Linked DNA regions of Mus musculus: all the other regions are linked to region 3. A link is a contact called in public HiChIP or PLAC-seq and promoter capture Hi-C data. All regions are on one chromosome and are shown on one strand. The core of a region is the stretch at or near the end of the contact, and the rest is flanking DNA. Distances in the headings are between cores, read along the strand shown.

Evidence for each region. Promoter capture Hi-C pulls out the DNA fragments that hold promoters and counts their contacts. HiChIP or PLAC-seq counts read pairs in DNA pulled down with a chosen protein or histone mark.
Region 1: a promoter capture Hi-C map of liver shows a contact between it and region 3, with 2.6 times the contacts expected there. The contact joins the promoter of Dll3 here to the promoter of Tmem145 in region 3. A contact is called at or near these places in 1 of 39 promoter capture datasets (liver) and 1 of 115 datasets of contacts at active chromatin or transcription factors (astrocytes).
Region 2: a contact with region 3 is called in an H3K4me3 HiChIP or PLAC-seq map of stem cell-derived neural progenitor cells, with 5 times the contacts expected there. The contact joins the promoter of 2310022A10Rik here to the promoter of Tmem145 in region 3. A contact is called at or near these places in 3 of 39 promoter capture datasets (cranial neural crest, embryonic stem cells and liver) and 2 of 115 datasets of contacts at active chromatin or transcription factors (astrocytes and stem cell-derived neural progenitor cells).
Region 4: a promoter capture Hi-C map of liver shows a contact between it and region 3, with 4 times the contacts expected there. The contact joins the promoter of Eid2b here to the promoter of Tmem145 in region 3. A contact is called at or near these places in 2 of 39 promoter capture datasets (both in liver).

What each region holds. Positions count from the first base shown.
Region 1 is chr7:28,300,070-28,303,265 of GRCm38.p6, forward strand. Dll3 (delta like canonical Notch ligand 3) reads right to left here and starts at 1,716. Exons shown (of 9, transcript NM_007866.2): 1 at 1,615-1,716; 2 at 1,215-1,496; 3 at 98-155. The coding sequence starts at 1,677.
Region 2 is chr7:27,551,653-27,554,675 of GRCm38.p6, forward strand. 2310022A10Rik (RIKEN cDNA 2310022A10 gene) reads left to right here and starts at 1,638. Exons shown (of 10, transcript NM_175107.5): 1 at 1,638-1,701. Pld3 (phospholipase D family, member 3) reads right to left here and starts at 1,566. Exons shown (of 14, transcript NM_011116.2): 1 at 1,346-1,566.
Region 3 is chr7:25,304,653-25,308,172 of GRCm38.p6, forward strand. It overlaps Tmem145 (transmembrane protein 145), which reads left to right and starts at 1,456. Exons shown (of 15, transcript NM_183311.2): 1 at 1,456-1,631; 2 at 2,437-2,511; 3 at 2,626-2,703; 4 at 2,796-2,882; 5 at 2,965-3,066; 6 at 3,169-3,253; 7 at 3,351-3,422. The coding sequence starts at 1,512.
Region 4 is chr7:28,276,046-28,279,479 of GRCm38.p6, forward strand. It overlaps Eid2b (EP300 interacting inhibitor of differentiation 2B), which reads left to right and starts at 1,661. Exons shown (of 1, transcript NM_001177427.1): 1 at 1,661-3,434. The coding sequence starts at 1,736. The coding sequence ends at 2,191.

The sequences.
Region 1 (3,196 bases), core at 466-2,965, 3.0 Mb after region 3:
ATGACATCACAAGCCCAGCAGGAATGCTCCACTTTAGAGGCAGCCCATTATCAGTCCTGAACTCAACACTGCCCCTTCCTACCCGTGAGACACCCACCTCCAGCATGCTCTCCCAGCTGCTCTCTCCAGGTTTCAATGACGAGGGAGAAGGTGCCCTGGTTGGACAGAGAAGAACGAAGAGAGGAAGCCGGTGGTCAGGGAAGCTCACTGACCTCCAGAACACAGCACGGAGTCTGGAAGCCAGCTCTGGGACTGAGCTACGGAGCATTCCCAGAAGGAGCTGCCCCGGGAGCCAGGAGCATTTTGGTCTCATTCTGGATACGCCATTGTGCCAAGTGTGTTTGCACATACCTGTAATCCCAGCGCTCAGGAGGCTGAGATAGGAGGGTTTCAAATATGAGGTTAGTTTGGGGTATCTAGCAAGACCCTGTCCAAAAGGACATACTAAGGTGTTCCCATCTACAGGTGAGGAAATAAAATATGGAAAAAGTTCCCAACAATGTCTACATTTCAAATACGGGCCCTGATTCTTTTTGAGATGTGCAGGGTACAGGGATGGGGACCAGGATTCAGTAAGTGACCTGATGTCCCAACCAAAAGAACTAAGGCTGGAAACATGAGAGATTAGGTGACCTCAAGAAAGTGCTTGAGAGGAGCCCCAGGTCCAAAGAAGAGATCTAGAATAAAGACAAAGACCCCAACTCGACTTGCTATTGCACCCCATAACTCCAGCACTTGGGAGATGGGAGTGAGTGAAGACAGGAGGATCAGGAACTCACGACCAGATTTAGCTACATAGTGAACTCAGAGACAGCCAGGCTTGTCTCTAAAAATACAAAACAAAATACAAACAATAACAACAAAACAGGATGAGAAGAGGATTCACTGGGTAAAAAACACTTACTGAAAACCTTAGTCCAACCCCCTGGGTCCCACATGGTAAATAAAGGGCAGAACTGAAATTGTCCACATATCGCTGTAAAGCGTATTCGTGAGTATAACACACACACACACACACACACACACACACACACACACACACACACACACAACCACAAAAAGATGAGAAGCCCAGTTTTAAGACATCCCTGAAGAGAATAGCGGAGGGGGTCTGGGAATGTGGGTTTCGGAGAGGAGGGGGTAGTAAAGGCTCTGGGGCACGGGATGGTGTCGGGAGCTGGGGGGGGACAGAAAGAGGTGGAGGTTGGACTCACCGGCCAAGCATCGCGGAAGGGCACACGTACGAGGCCATCAGGCAGCGGCAGGGCAGCCGCTGACTCTCCGGGGTGCTCCGTATAGACCGGGACGCTCGTGCTCAGTGCTGCGCCCAGGGCGCACAGGGACTCGGTGGCCTCCTGGGAGACTCCGGGCTTCAGGCAGACCCTGAAGAAGAGGCGGCAAGGGCCTCGGGCGTTGCAGGGGGAGCGTGGGGTCCCGAGGCCTGGGCCTGGCCCGAAAGAATGAATTTGTAGCTCGAAGACACCAGCTGGCAGTGCCTGGGACAGAGAGGGCCACAAGGTTAAGGGACCTAGGTATCTGTGTGCCCCATGAAAGTCTCTAAGACCTCCAGGTCTCGGCCCAACCCCATCTGTTCCTTTCCTTTCTGTATCTGACCTGAGGAAGAAGAAAAGCCAGGATCAGCGTCTGGGAAAGCGGAGACACCTGCAGAGAGACCATTGCTTTGGGGGACAGGATGGGGAAATAGTCTCAGGAGTCGCAGCTGCTGGATGCCGGAGTCTTATATTTGAGGGGACGCTCCGCCCCTTCAGGCCAGTCTTTTAGCTACCGGCCGAGAGGGGTCCCAGGGAAAGGGATACAGTAACTCTATGTGGGCGACTTGGTGAGGTTCATCCTGAGTGTGATTGCATGCGCCAATCTGAAAGCGGCAGGGGTTAATTTCTAAGATACTGTGCGTACTGAAGTGGGAGAACGGAAATACAGGTGCATTCCTCTCTATCATGTATGTACTTATGTGAGCTCCTGTCCGCTGTGGAGGACCCTATGAACCCATGAGTGCAGTGAATGCGTCTCCAGCCGGCTGTGTGTGAGGTTGTGTTTCGGAGCCCCACAGAGGAGGCGGTGAGGAAGAATCCTGAGTTCTTTGTGTGGACCCCTGTGTGTTTGTGGAAGACCTCTCGTGTGTATGCATGTGTGTTTCCCCTTCTTAAAACAAAGCCCCCCCTCCGCGAAGCCAGTATCGCCACCAGACGCCAGGCTAGGATCCTGGTCTTGGAGGGGCCTCCCAGCTGTATGTAAATGTCGCCATCTGCCGGGCGGCCGTGCCCCTCCCCCTTGGGCCGCAGCTGGGCCTCCCATTTGGGCTCAGGAAGGTGTGAGAGGCAAACGGACAGGAAATTAGTCTTCAGTCTTCGGGCACCAGGGCCCCACTCTCCACCCCAGATGAATGGAGCTGCTCATCCCACCCCGGGGGGCGAGGAGGTGGGATTTCGCAGGATCCAGGCAAGTAAAACAATTTAGGTGCAGGTGCCCAGGCTAGTGTGCTGAAGTCAGACGGTGAGCAAGGCTGCAGAAACAGAGGAAACCCACTCCCCACCCCCAGTAAATACTAAGTTAATACTCAGAGCTAGTAATTTTAGGGAAAATATAAGTTGCTCCTATATCCACATTTGTCTTGTAGAGGGGAGACGGCTATAGTCCCACTAAATGTTTAGTCGAAAAAGAGGCGTGGGTGGGCATGGCAGACCTGTAATCCCAGCAGTGCAGAAGCAGGACAAACAAGAGAAAGAAGCCAGCCTAGACGACATAAAGCCTTTCTCAAAACCAATACAGGAAAATACCACAAAACCCTACCACACCTGGTTTTGCTTCACCACGAGGCAAGGTGGTATTTCCAGAGCTCTGAATCACAAATAAAGCAGACTTTAAGGGATTTCTGAAAGTCTTAGCTGTTTAGGACTTTGTTACGCACAGAAACAGAGCCCCTGCTAAGGCCTGGGGTGTGAGGAGGATCCTGGAGCAAACACATTGTGAACAGCAAAGGCTGAGGCCCTGGGACGATCATGCCTGCCCGACCAGCCATCCCAGGAGCTTTTCCTCTCACTGTAGACTCTGCTGGCACACACCTTCCAAAGAGGCGCTCCAGATCATTCCATCCGGTCTAAAACAGCATCTTCCAGCTGGTGAGATGACTTAGGCAGGGCACTTTCTGCCAAGCCTGTTTTCACCCGTGGATCCA
Region 2 (3,023 bases), core at 388-2,887, 2.2 Mb after region 3:
TTACAAACACCTATAGGCAGAGGTAAGAGGATCAGGAATTCAAGACCACATATGGCTACATATGGAATTCAAAGCCTGCCTAAGCTACACAAGGCTCAGCCAACAAATGAACAAACGCTCAGAATTCACATTTTCCTGGTAGTGTCCCCATGCGCTTTTGTTGTTGTTTGACAGTTTCGTGTAGCTCAGGTTGGCCTTGAACTTGTAATGTATCAGAGGCTGAGGTAGAGATCCTCCTGCTTTAGCTCCTGGACATTGGGTTTACAGACACACAAACCTGTTGGCTACTGTGCATTTTACAAATGGGAAAGCAGGAATTGGAGAGGCATGGTTTGGTGGCCTGGGTTTCCCACAGGTTTAGGGGTGAAGCTGGGACCCTGGGATACCATAGAATACCATATAATATCCCACACCATGGAAATATGTGAAACGTGTACCCACAGAGGAGGGAAAGCTATAAGGCTGGGTGGCTCCTTGTGGGTAATGCTGAATACAGATGTGTTAGTGGAGAGATGGAGACACCAGGGCGATTTGAGGGTAATCTAAGGGGAGATGGAAACAGGAAGTACAAGAATAACTGGTATGAAGAGATTTAGGGGAAATGGGGGTTTCATGAAGGAGATGTGTGGGTGACTAAGACAATGATGACAGAGAGACCGGCTCATCAGTGCTTGCAATCCCCACACTCAGGAGGCTGAGCAATTGGATCTAAAATTCAAGGCCAGCCTGAGTTGCACTGGTGACTGAATGCTAATCTCCCGCACAGGTACCCAGTGCTAACAAAGATGGAAGAGTGACCAGCGGAGCACTGGGGACAGCAGGGGCGTGTCTGAGCTGACATACTTTGAGGTTACAAGGAGACCCTGTCACATAAAAAGAGAAAACTGAGCATATAAGGCCAATCAGGGCTTAAGGGGAATGAAAATGAATAAAAAGGACAATGTTTGTGCTGAAGAGATGGTGCAGCAGTTAAAAGCACTTGTTGCTCTTCCAAAGGACCTGAACTAGAAAACCCAGCATTCACATGGGATGGCTCACAACCATTCGTAACTACAAATCCAGGGAATTAGACATCTTCTGATCTCCTCGGGTAAATGCAGTCACAGATACTCAATTAATTGTAAACAAACAAAAAAACAAAAATTACTTCTTAAAGGAGGGGGCGATGTGAGAGAGGTCATGGCGTCAGAAGGGGAGGGGTGGTGACGATTTAAGTGGGGTATGATTTAAGAGAAGGGATGAGGGCACCTAAGTGGGCCAAGGACGATATAGAAGAGATGCATTATAGACGAGAGGGTGACACAGGGAGGGCAGCCAAGGTGTCGCGCACCAGATCGCACAGTACCTGCACGTCAGAGTCTTCTACTCCAGAACCTAGCCCCGCCTTCCCGCCCACCTGTGCGCAGGCGCAGTCGCGCTAGACTGCGGGCAGGGTGGGGGCTAGACTTGATCCTTTCTGATTGGCGGCGTTCTTCGCGACCGAGGCTCTGTGTTGTCATGTGATGGTCGCCGCCCCACACTCTCTTGCTGGTTGGAGGCTAGGAGGGCTAGAGCGGCTGGTGGAAGGTGCAGTCTGGCTTCCGGTATCAAGGGCAGGACTTCCGGGGCGGGCGGCCCAGGCCGAGGGAGGAGTGTCTGACAGTTGGCGCGACCCGGAGGGCGGGCGGGCGCCTCGTGGGGGTGCGGGCCCCAGAGTGCCAGGTGAGGTGCGGGACTGGGACGGAGGAGGTTAGGGATGGAGATACGGGGTGGCCGGGGGTCTGGACTTCCCGCGCAGCCCATACTGTACGATCAGATAAATGATTTCTCTTTCTGAGCCTCAGTTTCCTCTTCTGTACAATGGGGGCCCAGAAGCTGACCGTAGAACCCGTGTAATGGGACGTCAGGTCGTGCACACCCGTTCTGCTCTCAGAGCTCTCCATGTTACTCTTCCATCCTCGTTAGCACTGATGATGGGTACCCGCGCGGGAGCTGCCCGAGCTAGCAGGCCAGCGGGTTTGGGTTCTAATCCCAGCTTCCCTTTGCAAGAACTGGGCCTGTGTCATTACCTTTCTGAGCCCAAGTTTTCTCTGTTTAGTGAAAACCGATAATCTCAGGCTCCTATGTTCGTCGTGTGGATCCTGATGAATGTCTTTGGCATACCAACAGCTCGGTGGATCGGGATTGTAGCTGAGAGTTCTAACAACATAGAGGAGGGAAGCCCAAAGGAAGCAAAACAACAGTCAAGAAGATTGTTTGCCTCTTTCCTGAGTCCTGAAATAGCGATTTAAAATAATGACTAATGCATGTTCCTCAATTTAAAAGGGGGCATTTTGCATTGTTATCCTAGCCAGGAGAAGGGAACCTTAACTTGAAATACAATAGAAATAGAACATTCCTCTTCATTTGTGGGCAGTAAATGAAAGATACTTGAAAAGTTGTTTTGTTTGTGTGTTTGTTTGTTTATTTACTTATTTATTATTTTTGAAGCTGGGTCTCTGTTTGTAGCTCTTTCTGTCGTGGAACTCACTACATAGACCAGGTTGGCTTTGAACTCACAGATAAACTGCCTGCCTCTGCCCCTCTACCCAGTGCTGGGATTAAAAGCCTCTGCTATCATGCCAGGGTGGCTAAATAGTCTTATATACTTGGTTTCCACCTCACATCTGCATGCAACTTACATTAGGTCTACAACTGTCCCAGTCTGTCACTAGTTTAGTTCAGATTTAATGAATACCTGTCAGACGTAGTTGTAGGAACTTTGAGTTTGCTGTTTTAACCCCTCTAATATATATATTTTTTAATTTTAAATGACATGTTTTATTACACTGTATGTAAAACCAGAGGATAGCTTGGCCTGGTGGCCTTTACCTACTTAGCCTACTTATCTCTCTGCCCCTCCCCACCTGCCGCCCCCCCCCCCCCCAGGAGAAAAGCAGAGGTACTTGTTTTTAATTTTTTTCCCCATTGATGTACCTGCCCATGCATTTCTGTGGAGATTAGGAAAAGTTTTGGGAGTCAGTTCTCTTTCTCCGAGTGGGATG
Region 3 (3,520 bases), core at 206-2,705:
TGTTTAGAATTTTTCTTCCGTTTTTTTAATTTTCTTTCTTTCTTTCTTTCTTTTTTTTTTTTTTTTTTTTTTTTTTTGAGACAGTCTCCCTATGGTATAGACCAGACTGGCTTGGAATTTGGAGCAATCCACCAGTCTGTTTCCCAAGTACTGGGGTTAATTGCATGTACCATGTCTTACTCCAGGAATTTCATTTATTTGCTATTTTGGGAATGTGATTCAGGACCTTACACATAAGCTAGGCAAACATATTACCACTGAGCTACATCTCCAGCCAGAAAGCTTTTTGTTCATACTTTCCTTTTCCTTCTCTTTTCTTTTTTCTTTTTCTTTCTTTTTTCTTTCTTTCTTTCTTTCTTTCTTTCTTTCTTTCTTTCTTTCTTTCTTTCTTTCTTTTTTTTTTTTAAGACAGAGTTTCTCTGTGCAGCCCTGGCTGTCCTGGAACTCACTCTGTAGACCAGGCTGGCCTCAAACTCAGAAATCCGCCTGCCTCTGCCTCACATGTGCTGGGATTAAAGGCGTGCGCCACCACTGCCTGGCTTTTTTTTTTTTCCCCCATTTTTAAAACAGATTCTCACTTATGTGGTCCTGACTGTTCTGGAATTTAATGCAGAGACCAGTCTGGCCTTGAATTCACAAAGAATTGCCTGTCCCCCTACCCCGCAGATGTGTCTAGCCAGAAAGCTTTTGAAATGGCATTTTGAGCAGCAGTGAATGAATTTTCTGCAGTGGAGGGTGAAGGATAAAGCTAGGAATATTTGTTGGAGTCTGATGCTGGAAGACCTTCCCAGGACTCTCAGTTGCCCTATGGGAAATGACAGAATTAATAGCAGCATGGGTGGGGGTGGGGGGCATCAAACTACACTAAGGGATAAGAGGCCCAGTGATTTGTCCTAGGTCTTCTGGTAGGGACATGACAAAGCCAGCCCTGGCAGCTAGAGCACTGGCTCCTCCATATCTCACCTTTGTCTCAAGCAGCTGGGGTTCACACCCTAGGGGTGGGGCAGGCAGTCAGGAGTGATTGTTTTGTTAGAAGGTTTTACTGTGTGTGTGTATGTGTGTGTCCCAGAACAATGTCTCATCTTCTGTGTGTCTATGGGCACAAGGTTTGCCAAATCTAGAGAATGGGTAATAATAGAATAATTTGGGGTCAAAACTGGGGATCAGTGGTCAGGACAGAGCTCGGTTTTCTCGGTTAAATCCTGGAGTCTGCAGTCCAAAGAAGACCCTTGCTTGCGGGAATGTGAGTTCAGTTTAGGACACACGCATCCTGAGGTTTCTTTGAGACGCCTGTAGAAGAGGATCACAGCTGGGGTGAGGTGACAAGAGAATGTTCTCTCTCAGGTGGGAAGAGTAGGAGACAGTTTAGTCCATCCCGGAGGAGGGGGCGGAGACCGCTGCGTCCAGCGGCCCCTTTAATCGGGGGCGCGCGCTGGCCAGCCCGCGCGCTCTCGCCTCCGTCACCGGGCCGGAGCGGGAGCCGGAGCCGAGCCGAGGCCAGAGCGGGAGGAATGGAGCCCTCCCGCGCGCCCGTGCTGCGCCGCCTGCTGCCGCCGCTACTGCTCTTGCTGCTGCCACTGTACCCCCGCACCCGGGCCAAGTACGTGCGGGGCAACCTCAGCTCCAAAGAGGTGAGCACACCGAGCCATCTCCTAGCGTTCCCTGGCCCGCGGGACCCAAGAGGGGATGATGCCGCCCCGCCCCCTGCGCCCCTCCCGGGCCGGGGCGTGAGGAATGGGGGCCCGGACCAGGGAGAAGGCTGTGGGTTGGGGGTTGCATGGTGGCTGTCGAGGCCAGCCTGGGTGGGGAGGGTCGGTAGGCAGAGTCAGAGTTACGGGGAACAGAGCTGCACCATGGTGGTGCTGAAGGGACAGCACCCCTCACTCCACCAAGTGGAGGTTGCCTGGCCTGCTCAGGACCAGCAAGGAAGGTTTGGGAGATTGCCCAGGATGTCATGATGGCATGGTTTGTGGGACCACCTTGGGGCTGCTCTCTCTCTCTCTCTCTCTCTCTCTCTCTCTCTCTCTCTCTCTCTCTCTCTCTCTCTCTCTCTCTCTCTCTCTCTCTCTCTCAGCATGTGTGTGCATGTGTGTGTGTAACTGGGGGAATGCAGCTGAGAAAGAGTCCAGGACAGATGGTGGTGGGGATGTGCACCTGGCCATCCCTGGTCTTTTTCAGTGTGTCTGGAAGATGGGGAGGAGGAGGACGGGGGTGGGGGGGAAAGAAACTTGAGGGACATCTGAGGGAGAAAACCAGGGCAGCAGAAAATCGGACACACAGCAAAAGGATCTGGAAAGAATTCTGGAGGTGACTTAGCTGCTTTGTGGTGTTTGGGAAGCTAAGTGGCTTTGGGTAGAGAAGAAAAGTTGAGGGTCTGTGGGTAGGGTCAAGCTGAGTTCTTGAAGGACTCAGATCTCACTGGATTCTTTTTGCCAGGATTGGGTGTTCCTGACAAGATTTTGTTTCCTTTCGGATTATGGACGACTGGACTTCCGATTCCGATACCCCGAGGTGAGTCTCCCTAGCCACTCTCCTTAGCTGAGGCTGGACACTCCCTTGGCCCTCCTTGGCAAAAGCTCTCCAACTGCTATAAACACCCCAACCGCCAAATCTCTGGGTCTTCAGGCTAAGTGCTGTCAGAACATCCTCCTCTACTTTGACGACCCATCCCAGTGGCCAGCGGTGTACAAGGCAAGGGACAAGGTGAGAGCTGTGAAGAGTGGGTATGTGAGGGGTGTCCAGGGACAGAAGGCCACAGCCATTCAGAGGGTGACCATGCCTCTGCCTTGCCCTAGGACTGTTTGGCCAAGGAGTCGGTGATCAGGCCAGAGAACAACCAGGTCATCAATCTCACCACTCAGTACGCCTGGTCGGGCTGTCAGGTGCGAGGCAGTGCAGAGGTGCTAAAGGTCTAGGGCCTGGTGGCATTGCAGATGAGACTTCAGCCTTTTGGCTTCTCCCCAGGTGGTGTCAGAGGAGGGAACTCGCTACCTGAGCTGCTCCAGTGGCCGCAGCTTCCGTTCTGTGCGTGAAAGATGGTGGTATATCGCACTCAGCAAGTGTGGGGTAAGGGCCTGGGGCAGCTGCCTGGCCTTTCTCCTCTTTCCCTTCCTGTTGACTTCCTCCTACCTGCCCAGAGCCCCACTTAGGCCTCCCCACTCCCCACAGGGAGACGGGCTGCAGTTGGAGTATGAGATGGTCCTTACCAACGGCAAGTCTTTCTGGACACGGCACTTCTCAGCTGATGAATTTGGTGAGCAGATCTGGGAGGAACAGTGCAGGATGGAAGCCCCAGCAGGCAGAGATGCCCACTCCAAAAACCTTTTCCCACCTCTTCCGTTGAATCCTAGGGATTTTGGAGACAGATGTGACCTTTCTCCTCATCTTCACCCTTATCTTTGTCCTCTCTTGTTACTTTGGATGTGAGTACAGCACATTCGGGGGGAGAGGTGGGACAAGTGGGAGAGCTGAGATATGGAAATGCCCCCCCCGACACACACACACACCTGGGTAAAGCTTT
Region 4 (3,434 bases), core at 411-2,910, 3.0 Mb after region 3:
AAGACAGCTTGCAGGAGTTGGCCTTCCTCCCACTCTGTGGGTCCAGGGGATGCAACTGAAGACATCCTCAGCATTACCTGCTGAGCATCTCGCTGGTCCTCTAACCCTAGGCTTATTTTTACTTTGAGTCATGGTCTTAGTTGCCCAGACTGTCCTTGAAGTCTGTAGCCCAGGCTACCCTTGAACTTTTTCGGCATTGGACACCTAGGTAGCTGGGGTTACAGGCTTGAGCTCCAGATGCGAGTGTTGGGGACAGCATTGACAGGTTGGAGACATGTGGCCTCTGGGTTCCTCAAAGGCACGAGAAGGCAGGTGCAGAGTTGATTACGTGGCGGAGATACAGCTGCATTTCAGACTCTTAGCACACTTTTCACATTAGCCCAGGCTGGCCTAGAACTTGCCAAGTAGCCCAGGACGAACATAATCTCATCTTCCTGCCTCTACCTCCCAAAGACTGGGATTGCAGCTGTGCTCCACCACGGGTAGCCCTCTTGTTTTCTGAGATTATCGACAGGCAGTGGCCACCCTAGGAGATTCAACAGTGTATTACACTCAAGTAAGGGAAGTGCTGCCACTGCGTGGGGGAAAGAGGCATGGAAGTGCCGAGAGAAACGGCTACACCAACCGTAACGAGCAAAAATGAAGAAAATATGCCAGCAAGATGGATCACTAGGTAGAGGCATTCACTTGCCAAACCTGACAACCTGAGTTTGGGTCCACATGGTAGGATGGAACTGACTCCTAAAAGTTATCTTCTGATCTCCATACACCTGCCGTGGCTCGAACTCGTGTGCGCACTCAAAGCTAAATGTGACACAGAAGCCAGAGTAGAGCACAACTGACTAGCACCTTGAGTTCAATAAGGTTGGAAGGAGAGAAGGCCACGACGTTGACCTTGACCTCCACAGCTGCACGGTTCCGACTTACACAGACACACTAAAAAACAGTCCGGAGATTAAAAGCACTTTTTCTTTCAGACAACCCAGGTTCAGTTCCCAAAACCTGTGTGGTAGCTCAAAACTACCTTGCTTCCTCCCTCCCCACCTTTCCTTCCCCCTCCCCTCTCTCTCTTCTCTGTCTCTCAGATAGGGGTCAAACCCAAGACCTTACACCCTAGGCAAGTTCTCAGCCACTGAGCTATCTCTAGCCCAGTTCACAAACACCCTGGAACTCTAGTTACCGATACCGTCTTCAGATTTTCTTAGGATCCAGACACACATATGGCTTACATATACAGATATGTAACAAAACATCCATATATGTGTTTGTTTGTTTGTTGAGACGGGGTTTCTCTGTCCTGGATCTGGCTCCAGAGATCCACCTGCTTCTGCCTCCGGAGTGCTGGTATTAAAGGCGTGCGCCGCCACCACCGCTAATTCCAGTTTTCTGGAGGCAGAAGCAGGCAGATCTGAGTGTATATATGAGTTCCAGGCCAGCCAAATGTACATGGACGCTGCCTCAAACAAGGCAATAAAATAATAATAATAATAATAATAATAATAATAATAATAATAATAATAATAATAATAAATTAAAGTATGTGATGCCGCCCCTGCTGGTTCAGAACTTGAGGCGGCCGTGGCGGTAATGGCACATGGCACCCCTAGAGGGCGATAGAGGTCCGGGCACCCGTCCTTGCGCAAGCACTTTTGTTTTCCAGGGCGCCGAGGCCCGCGCATGCGCACATCTTCACGCTGCCGCCGGAGCCGGTGCTTCTGAGGATTCAACGGTGGCAATGTCCGAGCTTCCCGGAGAGAGCAGGATCCCGGACCTGAGCCCCATGAACGGCGTCGGCGACGTCCTGCAGGTGGGACTGGGCGGAGGCAGTCCGGTCCCCGAAGCCCAGGAAGACCCGCTGGCCACAGCCTCCCAGCCCATGGCGCCGGCCCCGGGCCTGGCTCCCGGGCAGTTCCCCGGCGTGGCGGGCCTGATGGCGATCCCGCACGTCCACGCGCCGCTCCTCCTCCTAGAGCTGTACGAGCAGCGGATGTTCCAACACTATCTGCACACCAACCCCCTGATCCCCACCAGGCTGCTCCACGAAATCGAGGAGCGCCGCCGGCTGTTCGTGGAGGGCTGCAGGGCCAGGGAGGCGGCCTTCGACGCCAACCCCCCGCAGATGGACTCGCACGCCCGCGCCTTCATGCTGGCGCTCACGGCCTCCGACGCCCGCGGCCCCAACGCCGACTGAGGGGTGGCCTTCACCTATAACCTCCGAGGAAGGAGGCCGGAGGACCGGACTTCAAGGTCATCCTCCGCCATGTAGCGAGTTGGAGGCCAGCCTGGGCTACAGGAGACTGTCTTTTAAAAATAAAAAATAAAAATAAAAGATTGGTGGCCAGGAAGTCAGGTGACTCCTAGAATCAAGGGCAAAGGCAGATGTCTGGGCAAATGTCATGAGGTGGGGAATCCATGCCAGAATCCAGCCGTGGGCAGGGTGGAATGAAGCAGGCCGGGAGAGAGAAGGGCACTTGAGGCTTGAGGCTGACAAGCAAAGAGGACTCTTCTGACTTCCACCTTGTGACTGTCAGCAATCTTTCCCTCCCCTGCATTTGTTGAAAATCATGGTTGCTTCACTGCGAAGGACGATGGTTTTGCAAAGATGAAGTCTAAGAAATATCAATGAAAAAGACCATAGAAATCAGCGGAGATGCGGGAAGAAACCAGGGGATGTGCTTGCTAGATTCTGTTCCTCCCGGGTTTTACTGAGTAAGAAGAAAGCTGTAAACCACTTGGACATTTCAGAATTGAGGGTCGTCCCATCGTCAGCTGACAAGATCCATGTATCGTTACTTCTTGTGTTTGATGTTCTGTAGACGAGTTGTAAATATTCAGATAGGGAAAACCATGTATGTGTTGTGAGATGAATATTTTTCCAGACCTTGTGTAGTTGTAACCATGCGGAAATAGATGAGTGATTATTTAAATAATACAGACACAAGACTCAAATTCTGCAAAAGATACTATGGGAAGTTAAACTTATCTGCCAAATTGAAAATAGGTATCCATACAGATTTGTGTTTTCTGTAGGGTTTTTCAAACAGATTTTATAAGGCATATATGAACTGGTACCAGTCTAGTTATCCCCCAATCTTGGGTGCTGAGGATGGACCCCAAGCCTTCTTGCCCTGCTCCCATTCCTTCTGAATCAAGGTAGGGTAGGGTTTTGGCTCAGTGGTTAAAGGTGTCTGCTGCTAAGCCTTATTACTGAATTTGATCCCTGGACCCAAGAGGTGAAGGTGGAAGAATCCACACCCATTTCCTCCAAGCACCACTGGTGCACATCCACGTGCAATGTAAACAAATCTACATAGTACGTACATATATCAGCATCTGAGGTTTGATATGTTCAGTTATCATGGAAGTAATTCTATATAGGTTTTTTTTTTTAATGACTACTATTTAAGTCTGTATCAACATATTTAATGAACTAG